Linked DNA regions of Mus musculus: region 1 is linked to region 2. Evidence: chromatin contacts called from public Hi-C data. All regions are on one chromosome and are shown on one strand. The core of a region is the stretch at or near the end of the contact, and the rest is flanking DNA. Distances in the headings are between cores, read along the strand shown. Region 1 overlaps Tanc2 (tetratricopeptide repeat, ankyrin repeat and coiled-coil containing 2). Region 2 overlaps Gm39422 (a long non-coding RNA gene).

Region 1 (7,657 bases), core at 2,164-4,663, 340 kb after region 2:
TAAGACCATCTTACCTTAAACAGTTTTTTCTCTCATGCTTGCAAATCTAGTTTTAAATTTTTATTATCTTAATTAGTTTAAAGAGAAATAGGAAATAAATTATCCAAAGCCTTCGATTACAGTTCCCGCCTTTGGTTCTTTAGGTTTGAGAGCACAGGAGTAGAGGTTGACCAAAACTTTCCCCACTGACTTTCTCAACAGAGTCTCTTCTCTAGACTTCTGTCATACATAGAGTGGTAGGTTTGTAACTAGGCTGAGAACCTTAGAAAGAGAGACACCTAGAGCAGAGGAGACACTCTAAGAATAGGAAAGATGAAACCAGATGAATTGGACCAAAGTGATTTTTTCAGTGAATTTATTATTATGATTGGCCCCAGATAGTGTGAGCTCTTTTAAATGTCTTTATTATTTTTCTTCAAAAATATCCTTTCTGGAAAAGGCAGCTTGTTCTTGAAGGTAAAGTGATTATATTCATAATTATATAATCAGACACACTAATTTACTGTGTTTGCATTAAACAAAGCATTTAGAAACACATTAATCCATGCTTAACATTAAAAACTAGAAAAAAAGAAGAGCCAGCCATCCTCAGTCTTTGTTATCTGCCTTTAGCCCTGACAGCCGCAGCCGGAAGGGGCAAACTGGATGTGTGCCGTCTGCTTTTGGAGCAAGGGGCAGCAGTGGCCCAGCCAAACCGCAGAGGAGCAGTGCCTCTATTCAGCACTGTTCGCCAGGGCCATTGGCAGGTAAGTAGGATGCAGCTGCCAGCCCTCCTAAGAATGAGTTCCAGGTGGAAACCTGTACTGCAAAGACAGGAAGGCACACTGGGTTTCTCGGCAGTCGCCAGGCTTGAGGGCATGGGCCTTTGCTAGTGCTGTCCACCAATTGAGAATGTAAGACATTAGCACTCTCCCAGCGAGGCAGTATGCACCTTTAATCCAAGCACTCAGGAGACAGAGGCAGGGTGATTTCTGCGAGTTCAAGACCACCCTGGTCTACATAGTGAGTTCCAGGACAGCCAGGATAACATAGGGAGGCCCTGTCTCAATAAAAAGGGAGTTGGAGGAGAAATTAACACTCAGAACCATCATTGTGAGCTAGATTGATTTGCTCTTGTCATGGAGCAACACCCTCCTCTGTGCAACAGTATCTGCCAGTTGACTGGGAGTTCTCGTCTCAGCAGACTCTGTCAAACCAGTTACTCACAGATATTTCCGAAGGTCTGGAAGAAAACTCGACCTTTGCAAACTCTAGCTACTTGATCCTTCCAGAGGTTTGGACTCTAGAGAAACCATTAATTTATACACTAGGATGGAAAAAGAAAGGACACTGATAGTGATCTTTGGAAGTACTTGAGTAGAAAAAAAAAGGCTCTAGGAGCCAAACAGTGCTTAACAAAAGACACTGCTGTTAACAGAAGCACTTTATTGTAGTCAATTGAGTGGTGAATGTATATTGCTGCTGCAGGCTTGTAGCCTCCGGAGAGTAATAAAATGGAACTGACATGGGTAGTTACTTGGGGTGGAACTTCCTTTTGGTTTAGAACACATCTTGACTTGTCTTTTTTTCTAACTTAATGTCTTGGTCACATGTTCAGAGATGACTCCTTATTCATCTATCTCTAGGGGAGTTAAGGTAGCAAGTCACATGCCGTTAGAACTGTACAGAAAGTCTTAAGTAGGTTGCTACAATAGAAAGCTACTTATAGGACAAACTCACCTCTGCAGCGAGGAGTAGTTCACGCTGTAGGAGAGTGCATACATGTGTCATCTCAGCAGCTCTCCTTACAATAACCAGCCTCTGTTTGCCTGCACTCGCAGATTGTTGATCTTTTACTGACCCATGGAGCTGATGTCAACATGGCAGACAAGCAGGGTCGTACTCCCCTGATGATGGCTGCTTCTGAAGGCCATCTAGGAACCGTGGACTTCCTACTAGCACAAGGTAAGCCCTGAAAGACGGTGAACAGAGCCTGTAAGAATCCACTTAACTCCAGGCTCGTTAAGAATGATAGTACTAATTGGGTTAACTAGAAAATGCAAAGCTGGGCTGGAGAGATGGCTCAGAGGTTAAGAGTACTGACTACTCTTCCAGAGGTCCTGAGTTCAAATCCCAGCAAACACATGGTGGCTCACAACCATCTGTGATGGGATCCGATGCCCTTTTCTGGTGTGTCTGGAGACAGCGACAATGTACTCACATACAATAAATCTTTTTTATAAAAAGAAAAAAAAAGAAAACGCAAAACCAGATGCTCCTGCTCTCTTTTTTATTTTTCTCCTCCAGTTTTTTTCTTTAAGATTTATTTATTTTATTTATGAGTACACTGTCGTCATCAGACACACCAAAAGAGGACACCAGATTCCATTACAGATGGTTGTGAGTCACCATGTGGGTGCTGGGAATTGAACTCAGGACCTCTGGAAGAGCAGTCAATGCTCTTGACCGCTGAGTGGTCTCTCCAGCCCCTCTCCTCCAGTTTTTTAAACTAAAACTCCAGGCTGGCCTTGAACTCACATTTGTTTCTTGCCTCAATCACCTAAGTATACCTGGTGTTCTCTTGCATGCTCTGTGTGTGTGTGTGTGTGTGTGTGTGTGTGTGATGCATGTGTGTGTGTTATATGTACATTTGAATGGGCATATGTTTTATCACTATGTAGACCAGGCTGACCTCAAACTTGAGGTGACCCTTCTATCTTAGCTTCTAGAGAGCAAAGTTTACATGTATACCTTACCACCCCAGCCTGCCCACTTACACACTGGGGAGTTCTAACTCTGACACTCTCTTTTTCTTTATAGCCTGAGGGATTATTATGAAATCAATACATTCTGAACTCTTTATTTCAAGTCCAGACTTCAATGTTTTTTTGATGTATACCCAGTAAATATCCATCTATTTTAGAGGCTGATTTGCTGTTGCTGCTGCTACTGTTGATGGGGGTGGGAGTAGGGTTGGGGGTGGTATGGTGTCTTACTATGTAGGCTGGCCTGGAACTCTCTCTATAGACCAGGCTGGCTGCAAACTCACACAGATCCACCTGCCTCTGCCTCCTAAGTGTTGGGATCAAAGGTGTGCACCAACATACCAAGTAAAGCTGCATATCAGTTTGTCAGCCTGCACAGCTAACATGTTTTTTCTCTAACCCAAAGGAGGTAAAGGGAAGTTAAGACACTTGCTAGCAATGAGACCCTCTTTAGAGAATTAGGATATTGCTATTAAGCTATCATAATAAATTCCCTGTGGTGCTTTCCAACATACTCACACCCTTGGTAAGTGGGAAACTGCATTTTCTCTACAGGTGCACATGGTAAATTATTTCAGCCTCTTGCTGATTGCCCTAAGCTCAGCCACCTATGCAATAGTGGCATCATAGACTGCCATAGAGAAAAGGCTCGTCACTAGTAGCACTGCAGCACCACCTAGTGGAGTCTTGGATTTGGATCAAGAAGTAGGTAGAAAGGCGATTGAAACTATGACATCATTCCAGTTAGCCTTCGCTGTTAATAAACCAACCTTAAATATATATAATTATCTATACACAGATGCACTTTCCTTTAAGGGATCCAGCCTTCTGAAGAACTGTGCCCAGACCTGAACAGCCAAAGTTGAATAGGAAGACTGGCTTCTCTTAAGAGACTTGCTGTGTCTTTAGCTCTATCTTTTCAAGAAAGATTTGTTTCCACAACCTGAGACTCAAAGGTGGCTAGAATCAAAAATTGTGCTTGCAGGGTACAGTGTAGCTCTTGCTTCCATGGTACAAGTTGCCAAACAAGTCTGACTTCATAGGGAACAGACCTAGGTTCTTAAGACGTGGCACAAAGCCACAAACTGTGTCCAATAGAAGAGGCAGGGCCTCTTCAGCACTGATGACCTTAGATGACTACTGTGTTTGCTGCATGACAGCAGACATTCATTAGGCATAGATGACAGAGGTTTGTTCTTCCTTACCCATGGTCTTTGAACCTTTTGTATTTTCTATTTAGGTTTTCTTAGTTTTGTTTTGTTTTTCACTTAAGTGAGTTTTCACTAAGTAAGTTTACATTATTTGTAGAATATTGTAGAATAGGAACTCTCAAGCAATTTTATTTTTTTTTAAGTAATCTATAATTTAGAGGCTGGTAGTACAGTTTAGCTGGCTGAGTGCTTGCCTAGCATAGCAAATTGATTCAAAAAAATTGAGTCAAAATTCAAAAGGCTCCAAGTTCAGTCCCAGTACCACAAAAACTGAACTGGCACACACTTATAACCACAGCATTCAACAGATGGAGATGTGACTCAGACAGGCCTTGAACTCACTGTGTAGCCCAAGCTACCCTCAAACTCCTGCTTACTCCTGCCTATTTTCGGGATTACTGATATATGTCACCATGGCCAGCCAGAGCCAATCTTAAAATGAAAAAAAAAAAAAAATCTAGAAGTAAAAGCTATTCTTCAATAGTATGTATACCTTAAATATCAGCATTCCTTTCGGCTACAAACTTTAGTGTCCTCAGTCCTGTTAAAACAGAACTCTCACTCTTTTTTTCAGGTGCCTCCATTGCCCTGATGGACAAAGAAGGACTAACAGCCCTTAGCTGGGCTTGTCTGAAGGGCCATCTCTCAGTAGTACGCTCTCTGGTGGATAACGGGGCTGCTACAGACCATGCAGACAAGAATGGCCGTACCCCACTGGACCTAGCAGCTTTCTACGGTGATGCTGAGGTGGTAAGTACCTTTAAACAGGCCTCAGGAGAGAAAGGATAGGGGTGCTATCCACCAAGAATGCTATCTAGGATCAAATGCGAAATACTGTTTTGATAGTTCTAACTTAGACTCTTCAGAGGACGAGAATATACAAAACATTATTCAAAAGCAAGAATATCACTGTGACTTGAAATCAGAGAGAGAGAGAGATACTGGTTCAGACAAGCAGTTTGAAAGGGGCAAGCTGTATCCATTGTACCTGTTAAGTGTTCTGCTTGTTCCTTTCCTAGGTCCAGTTCCTGGTAGATCATGGGGCCATGATTGAGCATGTTGACTACAGTGGAATGCGTCCTTTGGATAGGGCAGTGGGTTGCCGGAACACGTCTGTTGTAGTAACTCTACTGAAAAAAGGAGCCAAAATAGGTAAGAGAAAGAGAGATGATATTGACCATCTGTGCCCAGGGGCCAGTGGTCTGGCTTTCCTGGGTTTTTTGGAGTGAATGTATCTAGTTCTCCCTCTGCCCTGGTCCAATTACTGCCCAAGTGAACAAAAGGCTACTGGCCCAGAGAGAGTACATCTGAGCCATAGTCATGAAACCCTGTATCCAGAGTCACATGACTCTCTGCCCTGCCCTTTGTAGCTTGAGCCAGGAGGCTGCGCTGAGCTTATGCACATCTTCGCGCTGCCTGTGCACTGGCCCCACCCTTTGAGCATCCTGGTTCCCTGCAGCACCATAAGCCTTTGCTTTCCTTTGCTCTCCGTGCTTCACTCTCCAGCCCCTGCCGCTGCTCTCCCAGCTGCTCCCCCACCCACACACTGTAGACAGGGTTGCTGATGTGCTGGCTTTTGCTGCCTGCCTCTCACTGCTGCTTTTCCTTCTTTTTTTGTTTTTTTTTTTTCTTTTTTTTTTTTTTCACCTTCATCCATTTTTTTTTCCTTTCCTACAACTTTTTGTTTTCTCCTTTCTTTGAAGGTTGTCAGACGTTACCGAGTCGCCCACGAGGTATATTTCACCGCTGTCAGCATCAGGCGTGGTCTGATGGCTTGGTCAGCTTTGCCTTCTCCTCTTTGATTTAGCCTGCATGAGTTCCCTACACCTCTAATCTTTTAATTTACTTCACCTTAAAAGAAGATTTTTTAATGACTGTTGCAGAGAATAACTTGAACTTTTTGATAACTAACCCTGAAAAGTTTAGTTGGTAAATAATCCAGTCATCTGTAAACTAATCAATTTAACTATTCTTTTCTCTCGTGAGTGAAGTAGTCTTCTTAATGTTTATTTCATATCTGTTGACATTAGAATTATGCCCCTGGTTCCAAGTGAATCCTAGGGAGTCCTTTTTGGTACTTAGCTCTAAGGAGCCTTTAGAGCACTTACGGAGGGTCCCCTTCTACAGAGTGCACACTTCAAAATTGATTCTACGTGGGAGTGTTCTATCTCAGACAGAAAATAAATTATTCTTTTTTGGCTTTTTCTAGTCTCATGGTAACCTTTAGTATAAATTCTTTCTTCCAACTTCCTGATTTAAAATCATTTCAGACTAAGCCATTATGTGCTCACGTGTACCACACAGGTGTTACTGTCTCCTGTGGCACGAGCTTGGACACTTCAGATATTCTTATTTTAAGGTGAATACAAACAAATCAAATGCAGCTTCTCGGCAATGGGAGTCACTGAATACTCCCAGGTCTAGAAGATGAGGTAATTATTGTGGACAAGTTGTTCTCTCAGCAGAAATTCCCCAGGATATTTTTTTCCACCCAGCTTCCTACCACCTTACATTGTATGAGTTCTTTACCCATCATGCATCCTGTACACTACAGGTCCAGCCACATGGGCGATGGCCACCTCCAAACCAGACATCATGATCATCCTGTTGAGCAAGCTGATGGAAGAGGGGGACATGTTTTATAAGGTGAGGGCGGGAGGAACTGCTTTTTACGTGTAGAATCTTGAAAACTTGAAAGTTTTCATTCTTTTCTGTACAGGCAAAGTAGAAACTAATTGCCTGGTCCTGGACTCCTAATTTAGGGGTCCTGAGGTTTTTTTTGCTTTCCTGGTAAAAGAGCAAAACATTCTGGTTTTAACTGGTCACTTAATAGTTCAGTAACAGGTTTTTCTCAGAATCTTCTAAGTGAAGAACTCATAGGGCAATTAAAAGCAAACTTATGTAATTTGGTATTTCTAGTTTCATTGATCTTAGTTTTCATACATACATACACGTTCCTGTAAACCCAGCACTTTGAAGGTGGGAGGAGAATATCAGGAACTTAAGGTCCTCTTTGTTTATAGAACAAGTTTGAAGGCAGCCTGGGAAAAAAAGTTCATAGTAATAATAGCATTTTTAATAAGATAAACAGTGATTATTATGCATTTGCTTAAAGTCACTCCCTGAATGAGAGTCTTTAAGAAATAGGTATCCTTAAACACTTGGCCAGAAGGAAATTCTTCGGGTATTCCATGTCAGTCTCCTCAGAGTGTTTCAGTTCATGGTGAGGAGACTGAAGGTAAATAACTCCAACCCAGTTTTTAGCAGCAGACATCCTTGAGATATTACAGATCTAAAAGATGATAAAATTACTGTAAAGCTCATTGTTTTATAAATATACAAGGTCCTAAGCAGAATTCTAGTTCCTAGGCATCCTTAGAGTACATCATGATTATCATGGCTTGTAGGAAGCTTGAACCTTGATCCAAACTTAATCATATAAAATCACATAAATTCAAAGATCTTTATTACTGTAGGGATCATACTTATGGACCTTTATGTCATTCTTAAGAATATAAGCCTTGGGCTGGTGAGATGGCTCAGTGGGTAAGAGTACCCTACTGCTCTTCCAAAGGTCCGGAGTTCAAATCCTAGCAACCACATGGTGACTCACAACCATCCGTAACGAGATCTGACTCCCTCTTCTGGTGTGTCTGAAGACAGCTACAGTGTACTTACATATAATAAATAAATAAATCTTTA
Region 2 (6,968 bases), core at 3,018-5,517:
TTAATGGGACTTCAAGGATATTTGCCTTATAAATACTCATTTAAATGCACATTTTATGTAATTATGTGTATATATATTTATATATGGAAGATTCTTTTGAAAAGACAAAAAAACCCAAAAGTCAAACTTTTCATTATTTTTCCTCATCTTTTCAAAATTTATAAACAAAACCTCTTTATTGTAAAATTCCAAAATTTCACAAATATATACATTTCTGTTGTTATTATTACAGTGGAGTCACAGGGCAGTTCCGATCTCAGCCAAATCCCCTTATTCCCTTTTATGGTTGGATCCCCATCCCCTCCCAAGCCCTGGCACCCCACGCACAGTGCCACTTCATGCTCCTGTTCTTCTTATTTTTCTAAAATATCATGTGAATCAAACCATGCAGAGTGTGGTGCAGTTCACTTAGCATCAGGCTTTATCAGTAACCCGCACTTCCCGTTTGATTGCTAGATAGTATTCCGTACACAGAGTCACCTTAGTCAACTGTTTATCCCTTTACCAGAAAGACATTTGGGTTGTTTCTGGGGTTTGTTTTGTTGATTTTGTTTGTTTTTAAATAGTCTCCGTAAAAACCAGAATACAGGTTTCTATGTGAAAATAAGACTTTGTTTTTCATTAATAAATACCTAGAAAAGACACCCTTGGCACAAAGGCCAACAGGATGCTTAACTTTGTAAGAAACTGTAACTTGTGTTTCCAGATTTCTGGACCCTTTCCATGCCAACAGGCAGCATGTGAGTGCTGGTAGCGTCTCTATAAGTACTCAGTCAGGTGGTTTCTGAAGCTATTCTGATAGATGTTTTTCTGGTAAAGGAACAAACAACTTAGGTGGGTCTGTACGACAGATCTAAGATATGATCCTCCATAGAAGAGTTAATTACTTTCTGGCAGTGAGATTGGCTTCAGGTACATCATCTAGGCGAAGCGGGGCTTCCCTCACTGCCAAGGCCCAAGCCTATGCCCTTGCTGGGGTCCTTTCTCCCTGATGCACCCTGAACACATTCTGTCCCCCAGGACTATGTCAGCTCAGACCGGCCTCTTTGTAGCTGCTTTCTGTGTTTTTCTGCACATGTGCAGTTTGAGAGATGTCAGATTCTTAGGGATATTTGCAATCATAAAATCAGGCTCACTCTTCTCCCCGTCTTAAAGATTTTATGATCCTGAAGTTCTGACTGTCTTGATTGCTCCCGGATGTCTTGAAAAAGCCTGATGGGTTTATGTTTTAATCAGATTTTTATAGCTGCTCTCAACAAAGGATTCATAACCAGAAGTGGAAGGAATGCTATGAATTTAGAAATAGTAAAAGCCTAGTTCTCTTAGTTAATTTTAAAAATTCTATTTTCTAATATGTTGACAACTGGTTCTAAAACTCAGTGGAAAGACTAACGGAACTAGTTTTGAAACAAAATACCAGGACGATTCATACTTCTTATTCTCAGTATTTAATGGAAAGCTCTTGTGTCTAAGGCAGTGAGGTACTGGTAAAAGGGTAGGCACCGAGCTCACTTGAACAAATTAAGAGGCCCAAAATAGCCCCATACACCAAGGTAGGAGCCATACCTGAAATGCCAATCAGGAAAAATTCCCAAACTAACAGAGGATATTAAGCCATACATTCAAGCTCTGAACAGGGTAAATACAAAGAAAATGATGTTTGGTTAGACCATTGAAACTACATGCAGATATATCTGTGGGGGGGGTTGTTATTGTTCAAAGCAGGGTTTGATGTAGTCCAACCTGGTCTCAGCCTCACTAGACAGCCAAGGATGACCTTGAACTTCTCCATCTCCTAAGTGCTGGGGAAACCAAGAGCAGCATGAGTCTGAAGTGGTGCTGCTGGTGACTGAACCCACGGCTTCATGCATGCTGGATGACCACTCTCCCTATCTGAGCTGTATCCTCAGCCCTGTAAGCAATCATTCAAATGTTACAATTATTCAGAGCTTTTTTTGTTTTAAAAAGATGCATCGTTCTCAAATAAATAACAGTATTATTGGCAGCTAACTTTTTCAACAGAATCAATAAAACCCAGAAGATACTGGGATGGTTTCTTTAAAAAGGGGGGGGGAAGCAAACTTAAGATTTCTATATCCAGTGAAAATAGAGGGGAATTCTATACTTTCAGAAATTAAGGTAAATATTTTTGGCTAAATTGACATTTTCATGAAAATAAAAACATAGAGTGTTCATCATTAGCAAACACATTCTAAAAGGAGAGATGGGTAAAGGAAATTATTAAGATGGATGTGAAAAGAACCCCAGCCTAAAAATCAGAAATTCAGGAAATAATAAAAACCCAAGAAAAAGACCATCTCTCAGAACTGGAGTAGACACCCATCACCACTCAAGTACAGCACACAGTTTGTTTCTGTGCCTTGCTTTCTTCTCTATCCATCATCTGAGGCCACATTAACACCATAATCCCTTCACTGGCCACGGCCTCATCCACATCTCATCTACCCCTTCAGTGCCACACTGCTAGCAGCAACACATTTTATCCTGTTATGTGTGAATTTCACCTTATGGATCCTAGTTTCTTGGAACATAAATTTGACATCCTTTTTGTACCTATTATAAGTGACCTATGTACTATATCCTAACAAATATCTATTGAATTGTTAAATTTGATGAAGAATATTTTGGTAATGAACAGTTGTCCATCATGTGTTCTAGCACAGACCCTTCCAACCACTAGTTGATATATATTTTTTACCCCAGGGGGCTGTAGAGAAGGCTTAGTAGTTAAGAACTACTGCCTTCCAGATTACTGCATTAAATTCTTTGTGCCCATGCTGGTGATCCATAGCCACCTGCAAGTCTAGCTCCAGGGGGATAGGAGCCTCTGTAAGCTCCCACACATGCATGCACATGCACATACCCATCCCTCCACTTGCATCCATCTAATACAGGTGATTTTTAAATTAATTTTTATTATGAGATTTCATAAAGACAACTAAAACAGACAAGAGAAACCTTTAAGTTATTCTTGGGAGGAAGACCCACCTGGGACAGGTCGGATGCTCACATCTTATCTTTAGCCTTCTGAAGTTCATCTGATGGTTGTTTGGTAACATTGTATCACTGTCAAAAGTCTAAGGCTGGTTGAAGTATATCCACAGGTGTGGCTTTTATGCCATTCTAATATGAGTCATTGTACTATTCCTGGATGCTAAAGAAATAAAAGGCAGGGGCCTCGAGATCTCCAGGGAATGGGAAATCTAATTGGAGCCTAAGACATACACACATAAAACAACCCGAGAAAGAATCCAAAGGAATATTTTAGCTGCAGGAAAATATGGTATAGTACAGACTAAAGCTGTAACTGATAAGTCTTTTGAGAAAATCACGCTTGGGATGTGGGGACCTCTCCCTGTCATCTTAGTGGCAATGTGTTTTTTAGATTCAGTCTCATTATATAACCCTGGATGGCCATGTCAGCCTCCCAAGTGCTGGGATTTCAGGTGTGTGCCACACACAACAAGGCTTCACGGTCATTGAAAAAGTGGTGAATCCTGGGTTTGAAGGCTAGAAGGGAGTAGGTAGAAGAGAAGGGGCATGGGTACTTTTTAATTTTGTTTGTCCTAACCAGAAAGGAGCACCCAGAAAACTCAGAGGTGAGATCATAAGTCATGGTTAGGCAACTACAGAAAGACAGTCTTGAGGAATCAAGAAAATATAGGAGGCTAGAGAGAACGTTGATAGAAGACATCAAATAGGTTTGTTTTTGAAATAATGTGGATTTCTCTTTCCCTTTTCAGTAGAAATAACCTTTACTGTCAATGGCCCAGTCAGACCCCTTAGCTGATATAATGATGATCCCAGCTTCCTAGGCTATTATTTGCAATAATTTCTGCCTTATGAGTGTAATGGGAAAAACACATTGCAAAGTGAATTACTTTTGAAATGTATTGCATGCTGACATTTGGGAAATTAGGTCCTGAATACAATGCGTCTTGATTATTTGATGTGCATTCCCACCATGAAAAAAAATTAATTCAGTGCAACGATTCCAAGAAGAAATATCTGCATGCTACATTAAAGCCCTGTTCCTTAGCAAGAGTCTGCCCCCAACTTTAGGTCACCATTCAGACAAATAACAATGGGCAGGAACTATTATTCCCTGCCTAAGTAATCTACAAGGGTCTGAAGCGTCCAGAAATGCCCTCATTCAAACATATTAGCCCATCTGTGCATCCATTCTGTTGCATCCCTTCTCTTGTGCACCAACTGCTTGCATGCCAGCAATGCCCCATGCTCAGCTGGCTTCCATTCACTTGCTGGAAAAAGCACAACCAAACTCTCATATGAAGAACAAATCACTCTTTGCTTCACCATTGCCACTCAGCAAATTCCTCTGACACTCTTGGCTCATCTTGTTATGAATAAGCATGTGCTTTGGCCCTTCCTCTTCTTGTGTAAGCTTTTCTGCTGCTAGGCTGCTGGACTGAGCACCAGCAATTTCAGAAATCCTGGCTACAGAAGCCCAGGTCAGGGCTGAGTCTGAGGAAAAGGCTTTTGAAATAGCACAAATGCTTCCCTTCTCAGCCAAAGCTCCCTTGTTTACTGAACATGTCTAATGAGCGTGTGAAACAGAGCAATGTTGTGAGAGAAAGAGGAGATGGGTAGGGAGAGAATAGAATCTCATATGAAGACAGGAAATCTGGACATTAACAGAGAATGCTAAACAAGAATAAGGAAATGAAGCAACAGTGAAGGGCCACTGATTTCCATGTACAAAAGACCAGGTTGGCCAGTGTGGTGGTGCATGTCTTTAATGCCAGCACTAGGGAGGTGAAAGCAAATGGATCTATGTGAATTCAAGACTTCCCAGCCTACAGAGTGAGCTCCAGGACAGCCAGGGCTACACAAAAAAACTCTGTTTGAAAAACAAACAAACAAACAAACAAACAACCCAACAAAACAACAAAAGACCAGGTTGTTGTTTTATACCATTAAACCATTAACCACGTTCCCCATTCCTTTGAGACCATGTCTTGTTGTATAGCCCATGAGCTTATGATCCTCCCGCTTCAGTGCTTACATTGTAAGTATATGCCAACATGCGCAGTCCATAACCATGCATTTTATGTGTATGAGTGTTCATATGTGTACACATGTATGGAAGCTAGAAGTCAAAGCCGGGTGTCTTCCCAAATGCTCTCAACCGTACCTTTTGTGGCAGGACCTCTCACTGAATCCAGAGCTTATCAGTTCAACCAGAAGAACTGGCCAGCAAGATCCAGACATCTTCCCCCTCCGCCCCTGCCCCCCAAAGCTGGGATTATAAAGGTACACCACTAATGCCTGCTTTCTACTAGGGTGCTGGAGATCCAAGTCTAGGTCCTAATGACTGTGTGGCAAACATTTTACTGACTGAGTTCTCTCTCTAACCCCGTAATCATGTCTTTGCATAAAATAAGATCCACACCATGAATCTGTATCTTAGAGGTAGAGGAACCTCAGTTTGAATCCTGGCTTTACTGTTAATTAGATTAGTGATCTTTTTTTAAAATATTATTTAACCTCTCTAAGTTTCTGCTTCCTGATAAGATGGGAAAGTGAATACTATCTGCCACAACAGGATTAGTGTGAGATAAAAAGATAATACCTATAAAAAGCGTCCTGTGCTACAGAGCATGCAGCACACACAAAACAAAATCTTGCTGTGTTCCTTTTGAAAAATTTAACTTCTTTACAGTAGATTGATTTAAATCCACCAATTAAATGAATCTCATATTACCTTTTAGGATAGTAAGTTATCATCTGTCTGATCTTTCTGATACATTTGTTTTCACTGAGTTGGTTTGTAACTGTCTATATAAATGTATCTCTAATTAAGTGTTTCTCTAGAGCAATGATTCTCAACCTGTGAGTCTTGACCCCTTTCGGGTTGAACGACCTTATCACAGGGTTTGCCTAAGACTATCTGAAATAATGATTATAATTCTTAACTGTAGCAAAATTAGAGTAAAATTAACTGTAGCAACGACATAATTTTGTGATTGAGAGTCAGTACAACATGAGGAACTGTACTAAAGGGTTGACACATTAGGAAGGTTGAGAACTATTGACCTAGAAGATCAGACATATGTTTATTTTTGAGACAGCCTCAAACTATGTAGCTCAGGCTAGCCTTGAAGTCACAATCCTATGGCCTCAGCTTTCCAAATGCTGGAACTAAAAGTATGTGCTACCAAAGCCTGCTCAGGCATGTGTTTAATAAATAGTTATTACGAGCTGGATACGATACACATCTGTAATGCTAGGACTTGAGAGGCTGAGGCAGAAAGAGGCCTGGACTACATAATGAGACCTTACCAAAAATGTTAATGTAGTTCACAGTTTCCTGGAGACATATTAGGTGAGTACTCTTAACTGTTGAATTCTGGGTAAAATATAGACACACACAGACCCACAGACATAGACACAGACACAGACACACAAAATCCCAGGTTCCCATTACAAAGGTGGCATCTTAAAGAACAAGAGGCTCCAGCAGAGTAGTGGCGAGAGAAATTAGGTAGCTTAGATCCAAGATTCCTTGCTTACTGGGCACAGGTTCTGCATCATCTTTCCAGGCATCTTATACTTAAATGTTGTCTAAAACAGGGTCATTATCTCAGCCTGCAAACTTCTTACTCTATATGTTTTTTCCTCAGCAATGGCACCACCAGCCACCTAGTGACCCGAGTCAGGATCTGAGTCACCCCAACTCCTGCCTCTCCTCAGTCTACATCACACCACAGGTATAGTTTTACTTAGTCGGTATTTAACGGATCTCTCTGCTGTTACTGCCATCATACTGACTCTTATGCTTTTCATTCGAGGACCCACCATTTCTGTCTTGGTCTTCTGCTCTCGCTGACTAACTATGCTGCCCTCATATCAGTCTTATTCATGGTTGCCAGGACCACGTGACGAAAATACACCTGGCAGGGACAGTTCCTAGTTGAAGTCTTCAG

Evidence for each region. Hi-C and Micro-C count contacts between places; a contact is called where the count stands out from the background.
Region 1: a Hi-C map of bone marrow-derived macrophages shows a contact between it and region 2, with 25 read pairs. The contact joins two enhancer-like sites. A contact is called at or near these places in 1 of 484 Hi-C or Micro-C datasets (bone marrow-derived macrophages), 2 of 115 datasets of contacts at active chromatin or transcription factors (embryonic fibroblasts and extraembryonic endoderm stem cells) and 1 of 9 other capture datasets (embryonic stem cells).

Annotation. Positions count from the first base shown.
Region 1 is chr11:105,908,383-105,916,039 of GRCm38.p6, forward strand. It overlaps Tanc2 (tetratricopeptide repeat, ankyrin repeat and coiled-coil containing 2), which reads left to right. Exons shown (of 26, transcript NM_181071.3): 19 at 613-746; 20 at 1,821-1,944; 21 at 4,530-4,705; 22 at 4,975-5,107; 23 at 6,510-6,601. Among named protein-coding and RNA genes, the nearest start is that of Cyb561, 32 kb to the right of the region's middle. Within about 2 kb of position 3,414, at least 12 of the 459 cell types and tissues checked have an H3K27ac peak or open chromatin away from gene starts, as enhancers often do. A contact at or near this core is called in bone marrow-derived macrophages, where this site is marked.
Region 2 is chr11:105,563,029-105,569,996 of GRCm38.p6, forward strand. Gm39422 (a long non-coding RNA gene) reads left to right here. Exons shown (of 4, transcript XR_880251.2): 2 at 5,189-5,295; 3 at 6,666-6,752. Among named protein-coding and RNA genes, the nearest start is that of Gm39422, 13 kb to the left of the region's middle. Within about 2 kb of position 4,268, at least 39 of the 459 cell types and tissues checked have an H3K27ac peak or open chromatin away from gene starts, as enhancers often do. A contact at or near this core is called in bone marrow-derived macrophages, where this site is marked.